7 separate regions of the Mus musculus genome follow, and regions 2, 3, 4, 5, 6 and 7 are each linked to region 1. Evidence: chromatin contacts called from public Hi-C and promoter capture Hi-C data. All regions are on one chromosome and are shown on one strand. Each heading gives the region's core, a stretch centred on a gene start, on an enhancer-like site or on the middle of the called end of the contact. The rest is flanking DNA. Distances are from core to core; before and after follow the strand shown. Region 1 holds the start of Tmem64 (transmembrane protein 64). Region 2 holds the start of Wwp1 (WW domain containing E3 ubiquitin protein ligase 1). Region 3 holds the start of Cpne3 (copine III). Region 4 holds the start of Ndufaf6 (NADH:ubiquinone oxidoreductase complex assembly factor 6). Region 5 holds the start of Ints8 (integrator complex subunit 8). Region 6 holds the start of Virma (vir like m6A methyltransferase associated). Region 7 holds the start of Pdp1 (pyruvate dehyrogenase phosphatase catalytic subunit 1).

Region 1 (3,368 bases), core at 395-2,894:
TTTCATAATTTGTCCTAAGGCCATAAAGTTCCCATCAAGTGGTTGCCACCTCACCAGCAATGATTTATACCTTTAACTCAGGTGCATCCTCGCTATAGAAGCCTACACAGAATAAACTAAACCTCTGACCATAAGTGCAAGAGTCTTTAGATAATGTGTGTAAGAAGAGCCGGTGCTCATTTTGTTTTTATGAACCACCCAGGTGACTTCAAATAGAGTTCTAAACAAAGATAAACAGGATTCTCAGCTTTTCCAAGACAGCAAACTACTTTTAAGAAGCTTACTACAAATTTAGGAAACTCCAAGAACTTGGGGTCTACTGCTGTCTCCTCCTCCACTGTTAAAAACAAAAGCGATCCATGCTCCAATATAACCAGAAACCTGAATCTGAACCCTGCTGCATTTATGCAGGGCAGAGAGAAAGCTGGGGAAGTCAAGTCACAAAGCTTTATGGCTCAAGAGCTACCAAAGTACTTTTTTTTTATCAAACTCATACACAAACACACGCACGGGGGGGGGGGGGGGGGATAGTTCTTTATCAGGTCTTCCAAGGGGCTGTGTTATATGAATTTGTAGTGTAATTTTTTTCAGGGTGCCATAAAAATGTCAATGACTCTTCTGTCATACAGAGCGCCTCCTAGGGTGGTCACAAGGCCTCTAAAAGACAAATTTGGAGAGAGCACGAGAAGGAGGGGCCAGGGGGACCCCACTTACCGAAAACACTGCATTCTGAAGCCCAAAAGGTATGGGAGTCAGCCGGGCCAGCGCCACCACCTTCAGGCCGCTTCCTCCCTCCACGACGCGGATAACGGCGCTCAGCTTGTCGCTGTTCTGGATCCTGGCAGCCACCCAGGCGGTGAGTAGCCGCTTGCAGACCACATGAGCGATAAAGGTGCCAATGAGGACGCCCACCACCATGAGCCCCATGCCTAGCACGAAGCCGTACAGGTAGCCGGCCGCCACATTAAGCACGATGTAGCCCCAACCGCAGGGGAAGGAGACCACGATGAAGCCCACGACGAAGAGCAGGACACCGAGCAGCGAGTCGAGGCTCTCCACCCAGAGCAGGAGGTGCTGCAGGTAGCGGCGGACCAGGGCCAGGGAAGCGAAGCACAGGGCGGCCAGCACGCACACCAGCACGAGGCTCCGGCACCAACAGGTGCTGCCGAGGCAGCAGCAGCGCCAGTTTCTCACCTCGGCCACCCCGACCACCACGCCGCCGCCGCTCCCGGGGCCGCCTGCCAACGCCCCGGCCGGCGCCGGCAAGTCCGAGGCCGCGGGCAGACCGTGGCGCTCCAGATAGGCGCCGAGCAGGGCGCCCGAGGCCGCCGCCGCAGCAGCAGCCGCCGCCGCGCTGGCCCCGCCCCCGCGGGGAAGGCGGTCCTCCGAGCGGTCCCCTCCCGCTGTCCGCTCCGGTGCCCAGCGGCCCGGCTGCTCCACGACTCCCGTCCGACCGGCGTGCTGCAAGGCCCGGGGCAGCGTGTGGGGCAGGCTCCCACCGGGGTTCCGCATGCCTCGGCCTCAGCCGGCCAGTGTCTCCACTCCCGCCGCGTCCCCCCGCCTGCGGCCTTCCATGGCACCCCGCACGCCAGGCCTCGGCTCCCTGCGTCCTCTCGCGGGGAGGGAACGGCCGGAGAAGGGCGGCAGCGGCGGTCGAGACGCGGTCCCGCCGGGAGTCGGTCGAGTCTGGACCCCGCGCCCGCAGAGCCCGCCCCCTTGGGCCCGAGGGGCGGGGCACGCGCAGAGGGGGCGGAGACATAGCTGGGTGGTCGGTCACGCCCCCGTGACGCCCGGCTGGTGCTGCGGATGAGTGGCGAGGTACCCGCGTCTCTCAGGCAACGGAGGCCTCGGCTGCCCGGGGCAGAAGAGTGAGGCGGAGGGAGGCCACGGGAAGCGGAAAGGGGACCCGGGGCTGCGCGCTCTCAGCTTCCACGGGCGCGCGCGTGCCTGCGTGTCAAAGACCCTTGGCCGCAGCTGCTGGGACTCTTGCCAAGTGCCTCTCTTTGGCTTCTGATTGACCTTTCCTGCAAACCAGCAGTGGGGTGTCGCTCTCCCCCAAAAGCTGTCTGGCGACTTTAGGGGAGGAGTTCTTATCTGTTCGTAGGAGGATAATTGTACCATCCCAGAGAGCAAAGTCTCCCAGTGGCTTCTAGATAACTCGGTTGTTTAGGAGCCCAGGGAATTGGTTGTGAAGAGCCACTCTTCAGAGAATGTGCCTTCTAGACCCTAGTCCTTTCCTGAATGCCAAGCACTGTGCTGCGTAGAGTGGAAAAGATTCCTCAAAAGACCTTTATAAAAAGGGTTGCTGTTACCAGCCCTTTCACGAGCTATGTATAGACTTATGACTGACCCAGTGCTAGGAGAGCAAGGTAAGGAATCAAAGATGTTAGCTAGAGTTCTTATCTGAGATAGTAGATAGAAGAAAGCCATTGACTTAAGGAAAATATTACAACTATGTACAAATGAAGTTGATGCATCAGAGTTGAGATGTCCATGATATCCACCCAAAAGTGGCATTCCAGTGGATGTTTGAAAATAGGAATATGGCGTTGACATGAATTATCACTCCTAGAAATTTTGACATTGATACACAGGCAACCGTTAAGACCATGGTTATGGATGACTGAATAGTAGTAGGTGTACTAAATATTCCCTGTATTCTCTACTCGGTCATAGTAGGCTGACTTCTATGTCCAGGCCTCGTGTTTGGGTCAGTCTCCACGATATATTCTGCCAAGTGACTTGTGACTAGCTTTTAGATGCTTTAGGAACCTTCCAAAATCCTTTCTCTCTTTGCCATTGTCAATTATTGGTGTTCCACAGAGTGAAGAGTAAGAATCCCAGTTACTTCTTGATGGAAGTATATAAATGAGTGAGAAGAAAAACCACGGACATGTGAGAGTTATATTATCAGGGCACTGTGATATCATCACTTCTGACTGGTGTGAATGAGAATAAGTCTGAGAAATTAAACCTTGAGGCATCAATATGCTACTTGGACCTTGTGAAGAGAATCCGAAAGACTGCCGAAATATTACTTAATATTTTATGATGATGATCATCATCATCATCTAGGCACTCCTATTTCCGTTTCTGCTCTGTCATTTACTCCCATACCGTACAGAAGCCTTGTGTTCGCTTCCAGTTCACATTGCAGACTAAAATCCAGATGCGGAGCCCTTAGCTCTGAGCCAGCTCTTGGGCTGCCAGCGCTCTGCACAGGCCAGTCTTGGATCAGTTCACCCATATTTATGCAGCACATGCCTATCCAAGATAACCATCTGTGTCCACTGGGCACAGTGCTCTGGCCACTGCAGTGTAAACTGTAACTGGACGTTTCCACTCTTGTGCCACTAGAATTTATTTCT
Region 2 (3,368 bases), core at 250-2,749, 4.4 Mb before region 1:
ACTTGACAGAATCTAGAATCACCTGGGAGATGGCCTATTGACATTGCCTTCAAAGGATTATCTTGCTTCTGGTAACTGAGGTGGGCAGGGCCATTCCATGGGCTATATGCAACAAAGGCATGATAAGCATGCCTCTCACTCTATTTCCTCACTTCTGGTTTATTGTGACCAGCTGCTTCAAGCTCCGGTCACTAGGTATGAGCCAGCGTAAACTCCATTTCCCTTAAGTTGTTTTGGACCAGTCATTTATCACAGCAAGAGGAATAGGTTGAAGAAAAGTAAAATTGTCATGTACATTTTTGAGAGATTTTTGTGCACCATAGGCATATGCCCCTAACTTATATGTAAAATTAGGGGCTAGTAACTAATGGACCAGAGTGGAAAAGAATGAACGTTTGTTCATTCAAGTGGTATTTACTGAGTCCTACAAATACTCATGGAGCCTTAGTGTTCTTCTTGGTAGACTACTTTTTTCTCTTCTTCAAAAGTTGCAGCAACAACGGAGTGAATCAGAAAGGTGGTTTAATGTTAACAAGATATTTAGAACAGAAATGTTACAAGGTGATTAGGCTGAGAACTTGTTACCTATGGAGTAGTGAAGTTAAAGGTGTCACAGGCAACAAGAAGCCAGGATTCGTGAACTTTTCTGACAAGAGAACTAGTCGGCTCTGGGGTGGGTTTAAATTAATTTGTGAGGTCTAGCTGAGGTGTTTGGCTAAATGTACTATTTATTCTGGAAGAACTTTTGTTCTTTCTCTGAAGTAGAATGGCGGGCCATATGGTGAGTAATGTGGTCATTACACTGCAGTGTGACCTTTCTCGCAATGTAAATTACCAACAGCTCTTTTCTAAACCAGTTGACTCATTGTGTCAAAGAGTCAAGAGACAGCTACCTTTCAGAATTACTGTGTCCATTAACTGTACGAAAAGGGATATATGCACTTGCTCAATCAGTAGTAGCTTTGTCCCTGGGCCACTGTGGTGCCAAGAGAAAGGAACAATTTCATTACCAACACAATGGTCTCGTGTGACTACCATTACTAATGGACCCTAAATCAAATATTAAAGCGAGGTCAAGGGGTTTTCCTTCGCAGCCTACTTTGGCTGCGAAAGCACGGACGTGCCTGGAGGGTCTTCCCTGAGGTTATGCAGGAAGCTCTGCAGCTGACTGAACAGACCAGGTAGCTGCTGTTCACAAGTCACCACCGGCTTCCCGGCGGCTGCCCCGCCCCCTTTCCGGCTCTGGCTCCACCTCCTCTCCCTTATTGGTTGGCGTGCCTCTCCGCCTGACCGCCTGGAAGACCCGGAGGAGCGGAGTGGCCCCTAGGCGGGCTGGGCGCGCGCTCGCTGCGCATGCTCGAGGGCAGCTGGATTCCCGGTCTGGACCAGAGGCTCAGAGCGGCCCCGGCGGGGAGGCGCGCCCGTGCGCGGCAGCGGCAGCGGAGTCGCGAGCACGCTGCGCGCTCCCGAGGAAGGGAGGTGTAGGCCGGGGTGGGTGGGGGGAGGGCCGGGTGTCGGCGCGCTTGGCGTGCGGGATCCGAGTGGCTGCGGGCGGCCTGAGCTGCCCGGCCGACGCCTGCTGCGAGATGGCGATCTTGGGCGCGGAGGGCTGAGGAGGCGCCGCCGCGGTGGCTGCGGGCCCCGGGAGCCGCAGCTTTGCGCGGGTAAGTACAGCGGGGCTCTGGAGGGCGGCCGGGCCGGAGTTCGCCGGGGTGGGGTCGCCGGGCTTGCCCCGAGCTGGCCCTGGCACCGGCCTGTGCGGGTGACACCGGAGCCCGGCGAAGTGGCTCGGTGACTGCAGTGCTCAGCCTCCTGACCGGCGGCTTGCTGGCGTCCCAGCTTCCCCGCCTCAGAACTGCTGCCCTGACTTTCACCCGGATCCCACCGGCGCGAGCCGGGACGCCAGCCTCAGAACGTCCTTTTCTGACACGTTTTTAGCATTCAGCTTTTTTTTTTTTTTCACTGACTCCGCACCTCCTCTCACCAACAATCTTAATCTCCACCTTTGGTGACCTGGTAGGTTCAAGTGACCTTGCAAAATTTTCTAATCCTCATCTCGTGATTTGGGTCCTTTTCCTTTAAATCTTCTTTTAAAATGTAGTATTGTTAGGATTTGGTACTTTGCCCGTCGCCTTTAGCCTTTACAGTCCTTAAATGATCAGTTTGTGGCTTAGGGCTGTATGGCTTTCTACTCATCGGTTTGGAGTTGTAAGTTCTTTTGCTCTAAGCGATTCCTCTTCATTATTACCAAAAAGAAGGTGTATCTATTATGCTTTTGAAATATTTTACTCGTCCACCATAAAATATTTCACAAATGTCTGTGTTTTCCCTGTTAATGTTTCATCTTTTTGTGTGCATAAAATTGAATTCCTCCCCCTAAAATGCCGCTACTTAGAGTTATGGAAAAAAATGCCAGAGTTACCTTCCCACTCCCCATTTGGTGTTTTTTTTACCCCTGATGAAATACCCTGTTCACAGTTGTCTGTAGGTTTCTGTAAGAGTTTTTGCTTATGTATAAATCCACTTAACATGTCTCACCAAGTCTGTATGTAACTGCTAGTAAAACTCTCCTTTTAAAAAAGACATTCTTTCATTTATCTAACTTCCTTGAGCCATAAAACTATGTGCTTAAGCTGACTGAAAATTACCATTTTTTAAATAACTAGTTAACATTTTAAATTCAAAGATAATGTCCAAGTGTTGGAGCTGTTGAAATTGAGATGCTTGAGAAATGTGACTTAGCTCTTTGAGACATAGATTATTAACATTTCCAAATAATTCTTCACGTAAAATGTAGAGCTGCTTTTAAGACACTGTACTTTTGAAACCCAGGGCATGGCTGATCAGGTCTCTTGCCTTCAAAGAGATGGTAATCTCTTGAGTTGGCTGAAATTTCTGTTACATCCTTGCACAATTATTAAGCATCAACTGCATGACAGTGAGGTATTTGGAGGTATATGTAGATCAAATGGTTAGCAGCTTCTGTCTTTGCAGGCTATGGAGGAGGTATGTGTGTTGGGTTATATACCGATGCTCCTTTTATGTCCCTGTGAATAAATGGCAGGATCTCACTACAAAGCCCAGTCTGGCCTTGAACTTGCCATCTTCCTGCCTCTGAGGTCATAGGTCTATGCCACCATGCCCAGAATACCTTTGTGTGCGTGTGTGTATGTTTCATAAATATATAAAATTGTCTCAAGTCGAGTTCAGAGAGGGTACTTCTTACATGAGTTAAGGGGTTTTGTATTTTGAGGACTCTGGACTGAAGGGTGGCATGAAGGATGACAAGAAGTCAACAAGGAACTGTAGTTCATGTAGAGGACTCTAAGAGGGTTTGGATGGAGTCTGCAGGATTTCGGATATAGGGT
Region 3 (3,368 bases), core at 307-2,806, 4.3 Mb before region 1:
CCTATTGCCCCTCTCCATGCTGAGAATTTGTCCAACCTGAGCTTTTGCAGGTCATTCCAGGCTGTCAAAGTTGCAGTGAGCTCACATTTAAAACTGCCCAGAAGACTCTAGCTCTTACATTCTTTGCTTTCTGTCTTCTTTAATGATCACTGCTGGGTCTTGGAAGGAGGGGGCATGATGCAACTATCCCATTTAGGGGTATGCTTTCCTTAGTCTCACCCTCTGTGCCTTGGACATTTGCGGGACTCTGTTCACCACGGCTGCAAACAGAAGCTGCTCTGATGAGAGCGGAGAGGTGCATTAATCTATGAGTTTAACGAAAAGCCATTAGGAGCTGACTTGATACTCTGTCCATTGAGCAGAATATTTATAGTAGATTCTCCCCTGGGTCTGTGACCTGCCTAGCTGTTGTTTTTGCCTCGATAATAGTGCCAGGTATGGATTTCATTTTGTGGAGTGGAGTGGAACTTAAATCCAATCAGAAAGTGGTGAGTTATTTCCATGATATTCCTGCCACTATTGCACAAAGGGCATGTCTTTCCAGGCTGCTCATCACTGGCGCTCTAGGGTTCACTGCTGGGTAAGACTGAGATGACCTTTCTCCTCTGGAAGCTTACATATCACATTCCATTCTTTAGTCCTTTCTATTGAGTGTCCCCCCCCCCCCCCGCCTTTTTCCCCTCACCAATGTAAGTGAAGTAACTTTTGTAATACTGTTCGTTTGTCTTTGTTGATTTTTATCCCATTTTTTTCCAGCAGATATTTTAAATTTTCATTCAATAGAAGGATGTGACTTTGAGTACCCATCACCATAGGCATTTTGAGATTAGCATAATCTGATGACTTTAGGCAAATTGAACAACTGTTTACCTACCACATTTCACAGTATTTTCTTGCACCATTCTTATGAAAAGGCACGTGGCGCTAAACACATAACAAAGCTTTTGTGACGACCAAATAAAATAAATATATATTAAATAAAATAAGCATGTAAAATTACTCTGGGAAGGTGTACGCTCTACAGAAGGATGCTTAAGAGCTGGCATTTCACACTATTTCCTTGTCCAGATCTGTTTTCTTTCTTTATTTTTTTAAGGTTTATTTGTTTTGCTTTGCATGTATGAATGTTTTGCTTGCATGTTTGTACACACACACACACACACACACACACACACACACACACACATACACACACACCTGCCTGCTGCCTTGGGGAGATCAGAAGAGAATGCCAGATCCTCTGGAATGTGCTAGATGTTTGTGAGCTACAAACCGGGAACTCTGCAAGAGCAACAAGTGCTCTTCACTTCCGAGCCCCCCCCCCCTCCCCCCCAGACCAGATCAGATATTTTACTGCCTAAAGTCAATTACGGGTTTTGTAAGAATTCTTTAAAAGGTCAGCGGGTTGAGGCGCAGCAAAGAAAACTGGGAGTGAAAATGGGTTGAAATGGGTTGGGCAGCAAGCTCCCTATCAAAAGCAAAACTTCACCTTGGTCCCGCCCACAAGCTCCGCCCTCGCCCCTCCGCTCCGGGACTCCGCCCACGAGCCCCGCCCCTCCGCGGTCCAGCCCTCAGGTTCCAGTAAAGCCCCTGCGGTCCTGCCGCCTTGCGGTGCTCCTCGCTGGCTCTCCACCCTCACTCGACTTCTGCGGCGATATAGCACGTGAGTGCGTGACTTTTCCCAGCTCCGGAGCCGTGTGTCCCAGCCCAAGCCTGCAGCCTCCCGGGAAGCGGGCCGGTCCCGGGCGGGAAGACTTAGGGCCCTCAGGCTTCCATGGCCCGTCCCTCCGGGCCCCGGGCGCTGGAAGTGCTCCGTGGGTTTCCGGTGCCCACTCTGGGGACTCCCGAGTGTCGCGTGCTGGGTCCGCGGCCCGTGGAAGTCCGGGGCTGGGGGTCAGCCTGGGGGCCGCGAGCGCCTCCTGGGCCTGCGGCTCGCGCACCTGAAGAACCCTGCCGGGGATCCGCGGGCCTCGAGTGGAAGGGCAGGGTGGGGCGAAGGGTTACAGCCCCGAAATCTCGGTCCCGCTCAGCGGGGAAAGATTGGTGAACCAGACGAACCGGTCGTGTGGGGGAACGGTGGAGGAAAGGCTGCGTGCTGAGGGAAAAGGTGCTACTGAATTCGGTGCAAAGCTGGGCCTGGGTGAAGTCCTAGCAAGCTCCTGCACCTGTGTCCAGGGCTTTGGGCTCACTGCACACGCGACGCGAAGGAAGGGCAGTGCCACTTACTTGTTTTGCAGTCAGAAACTTGAGAGCATAGTGACCGTTAGTGTTGGCGCTAATGCACTTGACTGCGATCAGCTTTTGTTTCTTTCTGTTGTGTTTGTGGCCGCCAATAATCAGAGGGTGAAGTAGGATTAAAATAACCAGTGGTTTGCAGTGACCCACAACCTCTGTGTTAAGACCATTTTTATATATAGTTAGCTCACAACAAGCATAAATGCGACTATTATCTTTTTCACTCCTCAGGAAACTGGAATTAATTTATGAAACTTGGCACCTCTGAAAGTGGTAGCATTAGGTTTCGATTGTGGTCTGTACTTTTTTTTTAATACTTTACGATTTACAAAAGTAAGTGAATCTTATTTCACAAGAAAGGCAGTGACTATCTGTCTAGTTTCAAGTATGTTCTGAGGTTTTGTTATCTGTCTAACCTTTGGGTGGGATGCCCAACCCTTTATGGTGTGTTTCTACATTTGTAAAATGGATATAGCACTGATGTGTCAGAGTGGTGAGGGCTAAATAAAATGTTTGTAGATCACTCATCGAAGTGTCTGATACATAAATAACGATAAGATAAATGATGATGGTAGTTGTAGTGACAACAGTGGATTCTCAGAATCTATCTGCTTTTCAACACTCCCCCTCACCCTGCCCCCTCTGTTTTGAGAATATTTTTTAAAAGGCGGCCCCTTTTGGCTGATGAGTTGAAAAATGCACCCCACTCGAGCCTGAAAATCTAGTGCCTCATCTCCAAGATTGGACCATGCAGAAGCTCTCTTAATGAGACAAAACTGAATTTCTGGTTTTTAGATTAAAACACGCCTGGCACAGGAAGGGAAGGAAGTACTGTCTTTCAGAATCTCTTCTCTGATCTATCCCCTAAAGCTGACGTCTAGAATTGGGGGAGCAAAATTATTCATTGCCTCCAAAGGCATGTTGATAATTGGACATCTCTTTTAATTTTACTTGAACATTTATAAACAGTGATCTATAAAATAAAGCCTTAATTCCAGCACTCAGGAGGCAGGGTCAGGTAGGTCTCTAAGTTTGAGGCCAATCTGATATGTAGAGGGAATTCCAGGACAACTAGTGCTATATACAGAAACTCTGTTGGAAACCAAAAACAAACAAACAAACAAACAAAGGAA
Region 4 (3,368 bases), core at 308-2,807, 4.2 Mb after region 1:
AGGCTCCTCTGAAAGTGCTCTTTTTTCTTTTTTTAAAATTGAAAGTGGTTTTTCATACAATATATTCTGGTTGTGGTTTCCTCTCCCCTACCTCCTTGGAGATCACCCCCACTTCCCCGCTAAGTCTACACCCTCTCTTTCTCTCCTTCATTAGAGTACAAACAATTGTTCTTAACCACTGATCCATCTCCCCATCTATCCTTTGAATTCTTTATCTTTTTCCCCCTAACTCTCAAATGCTGGCATTATATGTGCATGCCACTATACCTATAGACTATTCAATTAATAATAGTTGGTAACAACATATCATTTGTAGTATAGTATCATTTTATTGTATTTTAAACTGTTGTATTTAAGTATTTAAATTAGCACATTATGGCATGTACATAATGTATTTCAACATTTGCCTCCCATTACCCTCTTTTGTCTCCTGCCCCTCTGAGCCTCCTTTTTGTCTTCTGAGCTCCTTCACCTCATCTGGTACTATCTTACCATTTTACTGACTGACCCATCTCTCTAGCCTTATACTGGAATTCTAAATTCTCCACAGGCAAAAGGCTTTGGCCTGATTCCTGGCTGAGAGGCTACTTTTCTATCTCAGGTTCACAACTTCCTCTTTTTGTCTTGCTTCAACCTCACTGTGTAGTGTAGGCTGACTTTGAACACTCAACACTTCCTGTCTCAGCCTTCTTAGTGCTGGCGTTACAGATGACAGAGGCAAGTCAGATTTTACAACATCGAGGGACTGTCAATGGGTTAAAGCAGGAAACAAATGACTCCATGCTCTTGGGCTTTTAGAGTGTTGTGAGAGACAACTAACAGCAAATGATATATTGTTACTGTTAAAAAAGAAAAAGGAGCCGGGCGTGGTGGCGCTCGCCTTTAATCCCAGCACTCAGGAGGCAGAGGCATGCGGATTTTGAGTTCGAGGCCAGCCTGGTCTACAAAGTGAGTTCCAGGTCAGCCAGGGCTACACAGAGGAACCCTGTCTCGAAAAACAAAAGAAACAAAAAACAAACAAAAAGAAAAGGAAAAGGAAAAGAAAGCAAAAGGAAAGAAATTAAATTTTGTCTCTGTCTCTCTCCCCCTTCCTCTCCTTCCCCTTTATCCTTAGTGGTTGATAATGGAGGCATAACCTGGTGCATCTCTCAAGCATCTTTGTGTTTTTCTCTTGGAGGTAGAGTGGCTAATCAGTGTACCTGTTCAGGGCTATGCTGGGAGGTCTCTGGGAATGTGTGTGGGTGAATAGTGGGCATTCAGGTACAACAAGCTTCCAGCAGTGCGGTTACAAGTGTCAATAGCGCCCTTGAAGAGGATCAAGAGAGGATGGGGGTCTCTGGGGTGACAGGATGTAACGTCAGTCGCTTCTTTAAAAAGCAGGCACCCATCCCTTTTGGCGTTCTGGGGTTCTGTGGGAGTGGACGCTGGAGAGGACAACCAAGTCACCAATGTGCAGGATTATAGCGACACCTGGCTCTGGTCTGAGTGGCGTCCTTCCTTTGCGGAGTTGCAGAGATCTGCCGGGGGCGTGGCCACTTTCCGGGGGGCGTGGCCTCAGGGTCGGAGGGCACCCGAAGCGGGTGTCATGGCGACCTCCATGCTGGGTTCTGTCCGCGGCCCAAGGCCATTCGGTTTGGCTAACCTGTTCCATCGCCAGCCGCCTCGGGATGCGTGGGAACGTGTGCGGCGCCTGCCGGGGCCCTCGGCGGTCCGGCGCAGCGTGGCGGCGGCCAGCGGGCCAGGCATCCCCGGTTCCCACCTCTACTGCCTGGAGCTGCTGAGGTGAGTGGCCGCGCCCGGGGGACATCCCCGAGAGCCCAGAGCCTGTGGAACGCAGAGCGCTGAACCCCGAGCCTGGGGCTGCGTCCTCCGGGTCCTGCGTTCTGCTGGGCTCTGTGCCCGTGCTTGGAGAAGGAGACCGCAGGCCTGTTCACGTGGCTCAGCACATCCTCTGCCTGAACCCTAACGTTAATGGACCCTACAACCTTTGCATGCATAGCACTTTTTATTCATGGACAGCTAGTGACTTTAACACCGTTAACTGGCTTTGGGCTCTGTGTGCTGCACTATTAAAAGTAATTCACGGGGCCTGCGCATTTTTAGGTCCATTGGTAGGGTGCTTGCCCAGCGTGCTTTGGATAAACACATCTCACAAAAGTTGGCACACTCACTTTTGACGCATCTTCTTAGGAGGTACTGGCCAGAGGTTTAGATTTAACTACAAAGCAACCTCAAAGCTAAAATTTTGTTTACAAAAGTAAAGTCCAAAGCAGCTTATTTAATTCTCCTTTCAAGTTGTGATTCCCATCAAGGGAGTTTAAGAGTTAGAGCATTAAGAGCTGGAGAAATGGGTTAGCGGTTAAGAGAACAGGCTCAGGTTTGATTCCCAGCCCCGACACGAGATCTAATGCTCTCTTCTGGCCTTCTTGAGCACCAGGTAAGCAGTGTATAGACATATGTGTACGCAAACACTCATACACATAAAAATAAATACAATTTTTAAGATGAAGTTTAATAATTTCAAGGGAACAAGGGATTTGCCAGAGATTTACAAGAACAGCCTCATGACTTGTGTTTTGTTCACCTGGTGTCAGGAAAGACATCTGGGATTTCCTCTGTAGACATGTGTGGGGGTTGGGCCTGATGGGAATTGAGCCCTATGAATAATCTATGGCTTAATTACATCCACCCACACCGCCCCTGCATTTTGCCCTCCCTGCTAACAGCAGTTATCCGGTATGGTTTTTGTTTGTTTTGAGACAGGGTTTTTATGTAGCTGTGGTTGACCCTGTAGACCAGGCTGGCCTGGAACTCCTTCTGGTCTCTGCCTCTCAAGTGTCGGGTCTTTTTTGTTTTGTTTTGTTGTTTTTATTGTGTGTTATTTTTATTTCACGTGTATGCGTGCTTTGCTTGTGTGTATGAACTGTGTGCATGCCTAGTGCCACCGATCAGATTTTCTGGAACAGTTGTGAACCAATGTGATGTTGGGAATCACACCTCTGGAAGAACAGCTCTTAAGTACACAGCCAAATGCCTGCTTTGAAGGGCTTTAGAGTGTAACTAAAATAACTAAATCACCTTGGATCTGATTAGGGAAGCAAATCTGAGAAATGCAATTGCTTCTGTGTTTGCCAAGAGTTTCAGGTTCCCCTGACTCTGACCAAGTACTGAGTTTACAAGCTTTGGCTGTCAACCTGCCATGTTTGGTTGCTGTTTTCTTTATGGTGCTGGAGGCTGAGCTCACAGCCTGGCGATGCTAGACAAGATCTGCCCCACTGAGCTATATGATAGCCATCATAGTCCTAGACAGCTTCTCACATGTTTTCAAAAGCTGCCCTTGAAATCATGAAATTGTGGACTCGCCGTCT
Region 5 (3,368 bases), core at 605-3,104, 4.0 Mb after region 1:
TCCCGCTGGCCAGAGGACTATATTCTTCCCTCTATGCAACTTGAAAACGTTAACTTGGAGGTATCTGTCCAGCCATTTTCTTTGCCAATCTTGTCTGCCACTGTAGAATGCTTTAAAGTTTAAAGGACCAGGGTGGGAGTTGCCATTTAAAGACAAAATAATTCAGAAACTCAGCCCCAACTTAACACGGCAATCAGTGAACACTGACTGACTTCATTTCTTCAGATTGCTGAGTTCTCCATTCAGCTAGATACTTTTTTACAAAGTGATACAAAGAAGTTGAAAGCATTAACATGACTTTATAATAGCTTTAAATTTATTGCTGGTTTATAAAAGCCTCGATTCGATCAATCAAAGGCTTGCTATCCCAGCTATTCCTGTTTTGTTTTGTTTTCGAGATAGGGTTTCTCTGTATAGTCCTGGCTTTCCTGGACCTCACTCTGTAGACCAGGCTGGCTTCAAACTCAGAAATCTGCCTGCCTCTGCCTCCCAAGTGCTGGGATTAAAGGCATGCGCCACCACTGCCCAGTTTATCCCAGCTAGTCCTAAAGGATATAAGATCCATCAGAATATTTATAGAATAGTTTTACATATTCTATACATGGTTTTATTTTATTCTTTTAAAAAGAAATCTAAAGGGGCTGGTGAGATGGCTCAGTGGGTAAGAGCACCCGACTGCTCTTCTGAAGGTCCAGAGTTCAAATCCCAGCAACCACATGGTGGCTTACAACCATCTGTAACAAGATCTGACTCCCTCTTCTGAAGTGTCTGAAGACAGCTACGGTGTACTTACATATAATAAATAAATAAATCTTTAAAAAAAAAAAAGAAATCTGAAAACAAAACAACAGATAACCACCCAAAAAAGCCCACAAAGAGCTTAATCTATAATCCAGCACTTGGGTGGTTGATTCAATAAAATGGATGCAAGTTCAAGTTTAGCCTGGGCTACATAGTTCCAGGTCATTCTGGGCTACAGAGTGAAACCCTGTTTCAAACAAAGCAAAACAAAACAGGAGAAGCATCTAAAAGAAACTGACTAAATCTGAATTTTTTTCTTTGTTTCTCAGGGTCCCTTTATGAAAACAATCATCTTTAGTAACACATATCTGAAATTTTCTATGAGGTGTGTATAGGATGTCTGGGAGTTTTCTTCAAACTTTCTTCTGGATGTATTTTGTCCGGATCAGCTGGCCAGTCAGCTGATCACAGGAACTCTCTAGAAGGACCAATCTGGCTTTGGCTTTTGCTCTCCAAGTGCTGGGTTTTACAGGAATGCCCCACTACACCATGCTTTTTAGTTTTATTGATAATGATACTTAAGGACCTTTCAGAATGGTGGAACGCGTAAAATAGGGTTTACTGTGCCTAGACTGGAGATCTGAGGAAAATTAACTAGCTTCTTATTCCGAGAGTTAGTCTTGGGAAGTCGCAGAAAAGTTTGTTTTTTTTTTTTTTTTTTCTTTTTTCCGGAGCTGAGGACCGAACCCAGGGCCTTGGGCTTGCTAGGCAAGCACTTTACCACTGAGCTAAATCCCCAACCCCAGGAAAGTTGGATCTTAATTATGTAATAAGCCTTGGGAAACGGGGAGAGGAGTTAGGCTGGAAGGAGTCTCAAAAAGGTAAAGCACCCAAGACAAAGCAACTAGATTTGGTCTCTTTGGTTTTCTTACGAAGACATCGAACTCGCTTCATTTTCTCTGGGAATGTCCAGAGAATCTGGAGAGCCCCGCCAGAATCTAGCTTCTGAAGGGCCAGGAGACTCCATGGCAGCTAAGGGGCGGAGCAGTCTGCTGTTCCCGCCCCTTTCCTCCGAAGTCTAACTGGGATTGGTCGAGAGCGTGGCTAGCTGCGGATCCGGGGCCGGACTCTGGCCGACTACTACGCCATCTTGGGCTGTGCGAGCTGACTAGAGGTTCCGGGCGGTTTCGCTGGATAAAGGGACTGGGCGAGGGTCAGGTTGGAGCCCGGAGGCGGCGGGAGCAGCGGCGGCGGGGGCAGGATGAGCGCGGAGGCGGCGGACCGGGAGGCGGCCACCTCCAGCCGGCCCTGCACCCCGCCGCAGACTTGCTGGTTCGAGTTCCTGCTGGAGGAGTCGCTGTTGGAGAAGCATCTGCGCAAAGCCTGTCCGGGTGAGCGAGCGAGCGAGCGGGCGGGCGGGCGTGGTCTGCGGCCCGCTGCCTTCTGTCCCCCGCTGCCTGAGGCCTGGCCGGCGCCGCTGGGCCCAGCTCGACGGTGCCTCAGCCGGGAACGTCGCCGCGGAGCGTCTGCGGAAAGTTTCAGACAAAGGCTTTCGGTCTGCCGCGGTCCTCACAGCGAAGGGCGCCCGCACTCGCCGTGCGGGGGTCGGGTCGCCGATGTCGCACGGCCCTGGGGGTGACTTCGTGAGGGGAGAGCGGCTCTGCGGAGCCTAGAGCCGGCCGTAGCCTTCGGTTCATTCAGCCAGGGGATTGTGTATTTCACTGTTGAACCCCGAATTAATATAAATCCCCCGAAAACAGCTGCTTCGGCTGTTGTATAGGGATACCCGTGTTGGGCAAGGAACATGGCCCTTTTCCTCTTTCGGGCATTTTGGTAAAGGTACAATGTAAGGTCTTTACCTTTAGTTTGCTCAGTTCTCATCCGAATTTGGCCTTGTAGGAGACTACTTTGTGAAAAGTTGGCATCATTGGTGGGGCAGTTTTACCAAGTGTATCTCAGTGCTTTTAGAGCTTTCCTATTGACACATTGTTAGGGGCTAGGGTGCCAAGCCTCCGTGCTTAGCTCTTTAAATAGGTTGCGGTCCTTAGCGAAGCCTTCATTATAGTGAAGAAAGTGGCATTAGCCGCTACTTTACTGGTGGGAAACAAAGCTAGAGACAGTTCAATAAAAGACCCCTGTCAAAACACTACTTCTTTCCTCCAATTGGCATTGGTCTTATCTTGAACTGGGAACCTGTAATGCTTAGTTCTTCTCTGTGAAATGCTTTGTTATGAATCAGTTTTGAATCGTCCCCAGACCCTCTTGCTTATTAATTAAGCTGGCAAACGCCGATCTGCAGCTGTCTCTGACCACACCTCCAGATGTTTCGTGCCCCCCAAGTACCATAGTCTTTAGTATACGCGAATCCTTTTGCGTTTTTATAACGAAAACTTTAAGAATTTAATTTCTTTTAAATCCTAGATCCTGCACCAGTTCAGCTTATAGTTCAGTTTTTGGAGCAGGCTTCCAAACCTTCAGTTAATGAGCAAAACCAAGTCCAGCCTCCACCTGATAACAAGAGAAATCGCGTCCTAAAGCTTCTTGCTCTTAAAGTTGCTGCACATTTGAAGTGGGATTTAGACATACTGGAGAAAAGGTATAAAGCTGTAAATGGCATTACATTTGAA
Region 6 (3,368 bases), core at 511-3,010, 3.8 Mb after region 1:
TCCCGGAGAGTATTTTTTTAACCTGCTCTGTTTTCCTAGGATCCTTAATTTTTGTCTAAGAACGAAGGATAGAAAAGCCTGAAAGAATGACAAATTGCTTGGTAGACTAGTACTAGGTATGTATGCTTCTTCCAAAAAAAATTGTTTTAAGACAGACTCTTACTATGTAACCCTGACTGTCCTGGAACTTGCTATGAGAGTTCACTGGCCTCAAACTCACAAAGATCTGCCTACCTGGGCTTCCCAAGTACTGGGATAAAAAACATTAATGCCATGCCTGGTTCTTTCTTTAAATTTTATTGTTCTCTACTTCCATAAAGATGTTTGTTCTGGTAACAATTTTGCGTTTGGCAGCCATTTTGCGTTTTCTCAAGTCTGGCTGGAATTACATAGCCCAGCAGTCACTCATTCATTTATTCAAGAAAATGCAGCCGTACTCATTTCATTACTTCATAAGAGAACATTTTAAATCTCTTCTCATTCAGATGCTTATGTTTTCCTAGGTACGGTCTAAACCCAGGACATACAACCGAGAAAGAATAGGAGACACTCTACCCTACTTTCATGTTGTCATATTAAGAGTACAGTAGGGTTGGAGAGATGGCTCAGCGGTTAAGAGCACTGACTGCTCTTCCAGGGGTCCTGAGTTCAAGTCCCAGCAACCTCATGATGGCTCACAAGGAATCTGATGCCCTCTTCTGGTGTGTCTTAAGACAGCGACAGCGTACCCACATACATAAAATAAATAAATCTTAAAAAAAAAAAAAAAAAAGAATACAGTCTTCATAGAAACAAGACAATCCCCAAAGAATGACTCTCGAAATGATTAGGTTTCCGGTGAAACAAACAAATATGAGGCTTGTTCATTTACTCTCTCTTCCTCGCAGCCGAATTTCTCTGTGGACTTCGTTATAGTTCATTTTTGCGAATCTTCGTTAATTCGCTACATTCAGTACATTCAACTTAAGAATTCCAAGGCCTTTCAGGGACGCTAAAGTAATTCTGTACACAAAACTACGCAACACCCCACCTTCGTCCCCTGAAAACAACAGACTTGCTTTCTAATGACAGTCTTTAGTCCTTCAATACTGCATGATTCGCAAGTGTCCTCCACGCAAAGGAGATTCTCGTAGATCTGTCATGTCCTAATAGGTGAATTCCTTCCCAAACTATTGAAGTGCTATGACAAATTGAGCAATGAGACCGCCGTTAGAAGAGAGATAGAAGAGGACTTAGGATCCTGGATAGTCCGTACCCTGAGGGCATCCAGAACCCGACACTACTGTCAAAAACCAGATGCCCAAGCTCACGCCTGCATCCCACCCGAAGTACACCTGAGACCAAGGACCCTCCGCAGGACTCAACGCTGACAGGACAAACTGTCAGCAGCGCGACTGACTCGACTGAAGCCGCGGGCCCCAAATCAAAGCCGAGAAAGGCAGGGCCGCCGCCCAGGGCCACCGGGCTCGCACCGGGCTGGGGGAGGGGGTGTGGACCAGAGGACCCCCGCGCGCGCGCGACTGAGGGAGGACACCGCCCGGACGGCCCCCGACTCCGCAGCAGGGGTACCGGAACTGAGGGGCCGTGTCGAAATCGGGTCGCGAGGCCTTACCTCAGCGCTCGGATGTTTAAAAGTATCTAAAAATAGCAGCTCCATAGACGAGTCCACCGCCATGTCTGCCGCGGGCGGGGGACCGGGAGATGACTTCCGGGGCAGCTCTCCAACCTCCCAGGCCGAGGCTCCAGCTAGGGGGAAAACTGCAGTACTTCCGGTAAACAGGACGCTGTCGTCTCAAGCCTCCACCAATCCCATCGCAGCTTGCTGACTTAAGCCGTAAGCCCCGCCTCCTCCAGCGCGGCGGAGGGCGCCTTCTGCGAGCCCAAAGGGGCAGGGAAAAAAAAAAAAAAAGAGGGGCGGGGACTACGGTGTTTGCAGTGGTCCAAATCCCGTGGTTCTCCGGAGTAGCGGAGCCACGACGCCTGCGAGAGGCGATGAGTTCTAGAAGATAGGAAAGTGTGCCAAATCTAGACACACGGCACCGTATGCCTCCCACGAGGCATGCTCTCCAAACAAAACCATGCAATGAGGGAATCTGAAAAGACACTGTTTTCAAAGAGAAGAAAAGAGCACACACAAGGCCAGCCAGGAGTTGAATCCCAGCTTGAGCTACATGAGACCGTGTCTCAAAAAATGAGGGAAAGGGAGAAAGAGGGAGGGAGACAACTTGTCTCAGCAAACGAAAGGAAAATTTTCTCGTTTATGAAAATGTTAAATATGATGAATAATCCCACGAGCTGATTATGAGGATTAATTCTTATAAGGTTCAAAAAGGTATATAAATGAAACGTCACGAATATAAGAGAGAGCACAAAGTCTATTTCTGGCTGACAAGCAGTCTGCCAATTCCAGCATTTAAAGGACAAAGGAAGAGTTTGAGCTTCAGACCAGCCTAGACTACTACTCCGTGAGACCCTGCCTCAAAATAAAAAGTGTGTTTGTTTTAATTTTATGAATAGTTTCTCTGTCAAGTGCTGGACACTTGAAACTATACATAGTCCTAGGGAGTGTTAAGAAGGAATTTTTCTCTATTCTGGTCCTCTCAGGAACCACCCATCAAGACACAAAGTTGTAGCAAAACAAAAGCAGATCAGCAAAAGTAGGAACAGGCCATCAGGGAGAGAGTGGGGTGGATCAGCTCAGTGCCTAGGCTATCTCCCTCTCAGGGTTTATATAACTGTCTCTTTGTCGTGCTCTGCTGAGGAGGCTTAAAATGTCTCCATTCTCCTGTATGTTTGCCAGAATTGCTTTCAACTAGACACTGTCTATTCATTTGTTAGATTTGTTCAAGGTCTTGTATTTGATCTCATGACCTTCCCTTAGGACATTTTCTTCTTTTTAAAATTGAGGTTTCGGGGGCTGGTGAGATGGCTCAGTGGGTAAGAGCACCCGACTGTTCTTCCAAAGGTCCAGAGTTCAAATACCAGCAACCACATGGTGGCTCACAACCATCCATAACGAGATCTGACGCCCTCTTCTGGAGTGTCTGAAGACAGCTACGGTGTACTTACATATAATCAATAAATAAATCTTTAAAAAAATAAAAAAAATAAAAAAAAAATAAAATTGAGGTTTCACACTGAAGGCTGAGGCCAGGATTTTACAATAGACTGGCAGGCTATCTAAACAAGGAACAGGACTCAAGCTGTCTGTGGGATTCCCCTTTTACCGACGTTTTTCATGTCTATCTTCTGCTTAACAAGACTATGTGGGGAGGGAACAGCAAGTAAACGTGCATATTCTTCTCCCTCAGCTAGGAAAAACAAAAAACAAAACCAAAGAAATACCTTTAAGTCTAAAAGTCCACTCA
Region 7 (3,368 bases), core at 220-2,719, 3.3 Mb after region 1:
CCAAACTAAACCCTTGCATCAGATATATTGGGACTGTCTCTAAGTAGAAATGGCTAATCTTGATTGTTGTTAGGAGAGGATAAATGTATCTCTTCTCCAAGAGGGGAAGGCAGGGGACTGATGGGGATCTTGGCTTGTTTGTTCTTGGTTGGGGAAAGGTACCTATATTTTCCCCCTCACCAATCATCTCTGCCCGTAAGCCTCTTCTGGGGATGAGCAAATTCTCCAGTTTAGAAATAGAGGCAGCTTGAAAGATTTGGGGAATTATGAATTGCAGGTTTGGTTATATAAGGTTTTTCCTTTATTACATAAAAATTTAAATACTTCAGGATTAATAAAATTTCACAGTAAACTTGGGAGTTCATCTATCTAGTCCAAATTACTTTGTAAACTTTATTAGTTAATAAGGTGTAGAATAAATCAACGTAAACTCATTAACACTGGGCAGAAGCATAGCTTCTCCCAAGAAAGTTTCATGTCATGAAGATGGCATCTATGTGGATGTAGGTAAGTGAAGAAGGCACTGTCCCATAAAGAGACAACCGCAGATGGCAGCAAGAACCCTTAGTGTGTTGTTTAGCACATCTTAAGCCTAACCTCACCCCACAGATAGGCAAACTGAGTCTCATGGGAGGAAGATGGATTTTTGTCACTGGGAATAACTTGAAAGGCTCTTCTGACTCCAAGTTCAGTGCTCTTCCCACTTTCACTGGCTGCATTTTAAAATTCATAACTCTGAATGAGTCAGGGACCAAGGAGGGAATGCTGATTTCAAAGTCCTTCCAAGAACAAGAGCACTCGTGTTATTCTTATCTACAAAGATAAGAATTCCTTCATCAAACTTCCTTTTGCTTTTGTTTACAGCTTCCTAGCCCGGAGACATAAAAATAATTGACTATCAATCCGACCTAATAACCCTAAAATCAGCAACTTGATCTTGAATGAATGAAGCGAGACACCGCCGAGACGCTCTGCCACGCCTCAATTGTGTTGTTCCCGCGGTCTACCTGGGGCAGCCCAGTGCAGAGGAGGCTTGGCTCTCAGGCCAGCCCAGAGCAGCACGCGGGGCCCAGCAGAAGTGCCAGGCATTCGCGAAAGCCCGCCCGCCAGGAAGCAACTGGCTACCAAAGCGCCACGCGCTCAGGGATGCTGGATCCCGCCCAGGCGCTTCCCCATCTGGGAGTCCAAACGCAACCCAACCAAGGCTGTCCACCTCGCGGCACGCGCAAACCCACCTTCACCAGCAACAGGGCGTGGTCACGGGGCGCGCGCACGCGTGGAACCAATAGGCTAGCCGCGCCAAATGGAAGGGATTGTCTGACCTCCGTGACGTCACAAAACTGGCGGGGAGCGCGCCCTCTTCCGCCCCCCGCCCCTCTGGCCCTCCGGGTCCCGCCCACCCGCCATTGCGCAGCCAATCAGAAGGCGAAGAGCTCAAGAGCGCCTGTGGGGGCGGGGCAGGGTGGAGGCCGGGCGAGGCAGGGGCGCGGAGTGGGCTGGCCTGGGCCGAGCTGCAGCGCGCCGGGGTGCTGCGTGGTGCTGAGTGAGGGAAGGACGCGCACGGAGGGGTGCGGCCGCCACCCGGGGCAGACCGCAGCGGGTGCTCGACTGTGCCCGGTTGGTATCCTCGTCCACCGCTGCCGAGTCGTGAGGGGGCGTCAGGGCGGTGAAGTGGAGGGCGCGCGTGGGGAGCGGCCGCGGGTGGAGGGCCGGGTGCGCGCGGAGCCTCGGTCGCGAGGAGCTGCCGCGGGTCCCGGGCGGCACCCGGCTGTCAGCGCGCGGGGCGCCCGCTGTGGCCCGGGCGTGTCTGCCTCGGCTCCCCGCTGACACGCTTGGCCCCGCGTGGCGGAGCCGGCTGCCCACGGCGGGCTGTGCCTGGAGCTCTGCGGAAGCGGGCGCGGCGTGGGGCCGGGCGGGCCTGAAGATGCTGAGTGCTTGTGGGCTCGGTGCGCTGGCTGCATGGAGCGGCGGCGGTGCGCCTGTCCGGGCTCCTGGAGTTGCCCGCCGGGGGCTGTGATGCCGCCTCGCCTGCCGGGTGGGTTTGTTTGGTTTCTTCTTCTCCCCTCCCCTTTCTCCCCCCTCCATTCTCTCCTCCCCTCCCAGCCCATTCACTGGGCTGCTGCGAGACCTCGCCCCTCCTCCGCTCCCGCCTCCCCGCCGCCGCCTCCTCTAATGAGCATCTCTGCTTTGCTTTCAATGGGCCGCTGCTGCTGTCGCTGCTGCTGTCCGCGCGGGTTGTGGATGTTGTCGGCTCCGTGTTGTGATGACAGGAGAATGTGTGTGTGTCCCGGGCCCAGACGAATTGGTAGGTATTCACATAACTACCTGTGTTGGGTACCCAGGGAAGGATGGTGACTGATTTTGTGTATGAATGGATGGCTCTAGGGGTCCTCATGGAATTAAAGGGTGAGATAAGGAAAAGGAGACAAAGGCGCTCTGGACCAGATTTTATTTTTATTTTTATTTTTTGATAGCTTAAGTGTGATATTCTGGGACACACGAAACTGACCAAACAAGTGCTGGTTTGGTTCTTTGTGTTTTAAGGATAATGGCTTTTCTTCATTCTTGTAGACACTGAACTTGAGCTGTGAAATGGCTAGGCGTTTCCAGAAAATGCTGAAAAATTACAAATCTTAATGCAGGGCGTTTAATGCAATCAGATTACATAAACGGAGGTTCTGATACGTGTAATGAAAAGTGTAGTATTTATTTTCATTTGCGTTAGAATCTTTGCAAGACCGAGAAGCTCCAGAGTAGGCGCACCAGTAGCATTTTTCTAATCGATTTGGTCCATGGGTTTATTGATTAAGTGGAATAAAATCTTGACACAGGCTTTGCCCAGCACACCACAAAGAATGGATGGGGCTCTTTCTGTTTCTGGTTCCGGCGCGCGCACCTTTTTATTACTCATTGGCAACATCAGCCAAATCTGCCCAAGACTGATACGTACAATGTTGCCAAGTGTGGGCCATGATGGTGTATGAACTTTAAAAAATAAATAAATAAAAAGAAAGTGAGATTGCTCAAGTTAACCAACAGCTACTTTGAAATTCTTATTGCCTAATCAGGAGGCTTCTATTTTGTTAATTTAGCAAGTTTATCAGCACAGAGTGTTGTTTTTTTTTTTGTTGAATTACAGGGTGTTTAGAAGGATATTAAGAATTTTCATCTTCCTTATACATCATGTCAGAAGCATTTAATAGTGTATTGACTTGTAGCTGTCTCTGGTCGGATGGAAATACTATATAATTGGTACTGACCTGGTAGAATGCTTATTAGTTATAGAGCAGGTTTCCATGAACTCAGCTTCCCTAAGAATATGCCTTTTGAAAGCATGTTAAGAGATGAAGAATTGGAATGCAATCATA

What was found. Promoter capture Hi-C pulls out the DNA fragments that hold promoters and counts their contacts. A called contact is a pair of places that touch in the nucleus more often than the background predicts.
Region 2: a contact with region 1 is called in a promoter capture Hi-C map of pre-B cells. The contact joins the promoter of Wwp1 here to the promoter of Tmem64 in region 1. A contact is called at or near these places in 1 of 39 promoter capture datasets (pre-B cells) and 1 of 484 Hi-C or Micro-C datasets (CD4 T cells).
Region 3: a contact with region 1 is called in a Hi-C map of LSK cells, with 9 times the contacts expected there. The contact joins the promoter of Cpne3 here to the promoter of Tmem64 in region 1. A contact is called at or near these places in 2 of 39 promoter capture datasets (cranial neural crest and pre-B cells) and 4 of 484 Hi-C or Micro-C datasets (B cells, CD4 T cells, CD8 T cells and 1 more).
Region 4: a contact with region 1 is called in a promoter capture Hi-C map of pre-B cells. The contact joins the promoter of Ndufaf6 here to the promoter of Tmem64 in region 1. A contact is called at or near these places in 1 of 39 promoter capture datasets (pre-B cells) and 1 of 484 Hi-C or Micro-C datasets (CD4 T cells).
Region 5: a contact with region 1 is called in a promoter capture Hi-C map of pre-B cells. The contact joins the promoter of Ints8 here to the promoter of Tmem64 in region 1.
Region 6: a promoter capture Hi-C map of pre-B cells shows a contact between it and region 1. The contact joins the promoter of Virma here to the promoter of Tmem64 in region 1. A contact is called at or near these places in 1 of 39 promoter capture datasets (pre-B cells) and 1 of 484 Hi-C or Micro-C datasets (CD4 T cells).
Region 7: a contact with region 1 is called in a promoter capture Hi-C map of pre-B cells. The contact joins the promoter of Pdp1 here to the promoter of Tmem64 in region 1. A contact is called at or near these places in 2 of 39 promoter capture datasets (cranial neural crest and pre-B cells) and 2 of 484 Hi-C or Micro-C datasets (CD8 T cells and regulatory T cells).

The regions. Positions count from the first base shown.
Region 1 is chr4:15,264,096-15,267,463 of GRCm38.p6, reverse strand. It overlaps Tmem64 (transmembrane protein 64), which reads right to left and starts at 1,644. Exons shown (of 3, transcript NM_181401.3): 1 at 715-1,644. The coding sequence starts at 1,512. Gm51436 (a long non-coding RNA gene) reads right to left here and starts at 707. Exons shown (of 2, transcript XR_003955370.1): 1 at 1-707.
Region 2 is chr4:19,707,135-19,710,502 of GRCm38.p6, reverse strand. Wwp1 (WW domain containing E3 ubiquitin protein ligase 1) reads left to right here and starts at 1,499. Exons shown (of 25, transcript NM_177327.5): 1 at 1,499-1,664.
Region 3 is chr4:19,568,296-19,571,663 of GRCm38.p6, reverse strand. Cpne3 (copine III) reads left to right here and starts at 1,556. Exons shown (of 16, transcript NM_027769.3): 1 at 1,556-1,663.
Region 4 is chr4:11,074,394-11,077,761 of GRCm38.p6, reverse strand. Ndufaf6 (NADH:ubiquinone oxidoreductase complex assembly factor 6) reads left to right here and starts at 1,557. Exons shown (of 9, transcript NM_001085493.2): 1 at 1,557-1,782. The coding sequence starts at 1,586.
Region 5 is chr4:11,252,745-11,256,112 of GRCm38.p6, reverse strand. It overlaps Ints8 (integrator complex subunit 8), which reads left to right and starts at 1,854. Exons shown (of 27, transcript NM_001159595.1): 1 at 1,854-2,132; 2 at 3,163-3,337. The coding sequence starts at 2,003.
Region 6 is chr4:11,484,350-11,487,717 of GRCm38.p6, reverse strand. It overlaps Virma (vir like m6A methyltransferase associated), which reads right to left and starts at 1,760. Exons shown (of 24, transcript NM_001347055.1): 1 at 1,613-1,760. The coding sequence starts at 1,675.
Region 7 is chr4:11,964,551-11,967,918 of GRCm38.p6, reverse strand. Pdp1 (pyruvate dehyrogenase phosphatase catalytic subunit 1) reads left to right here and starts at 1,469. Exons shown (of 3, transcript NM_001098230.1): 1 at 1,469-1,617; 2 at 2,271-2,305. The coding sequence starts at 2,275. It overlaps 1700123M08Rik (RIKEN cDNA 1700123M08 gene), which reads right to left and starts at 1,345. Exons shown (of 5, transcript NR_040577.1): 1 at 1,236-1,345.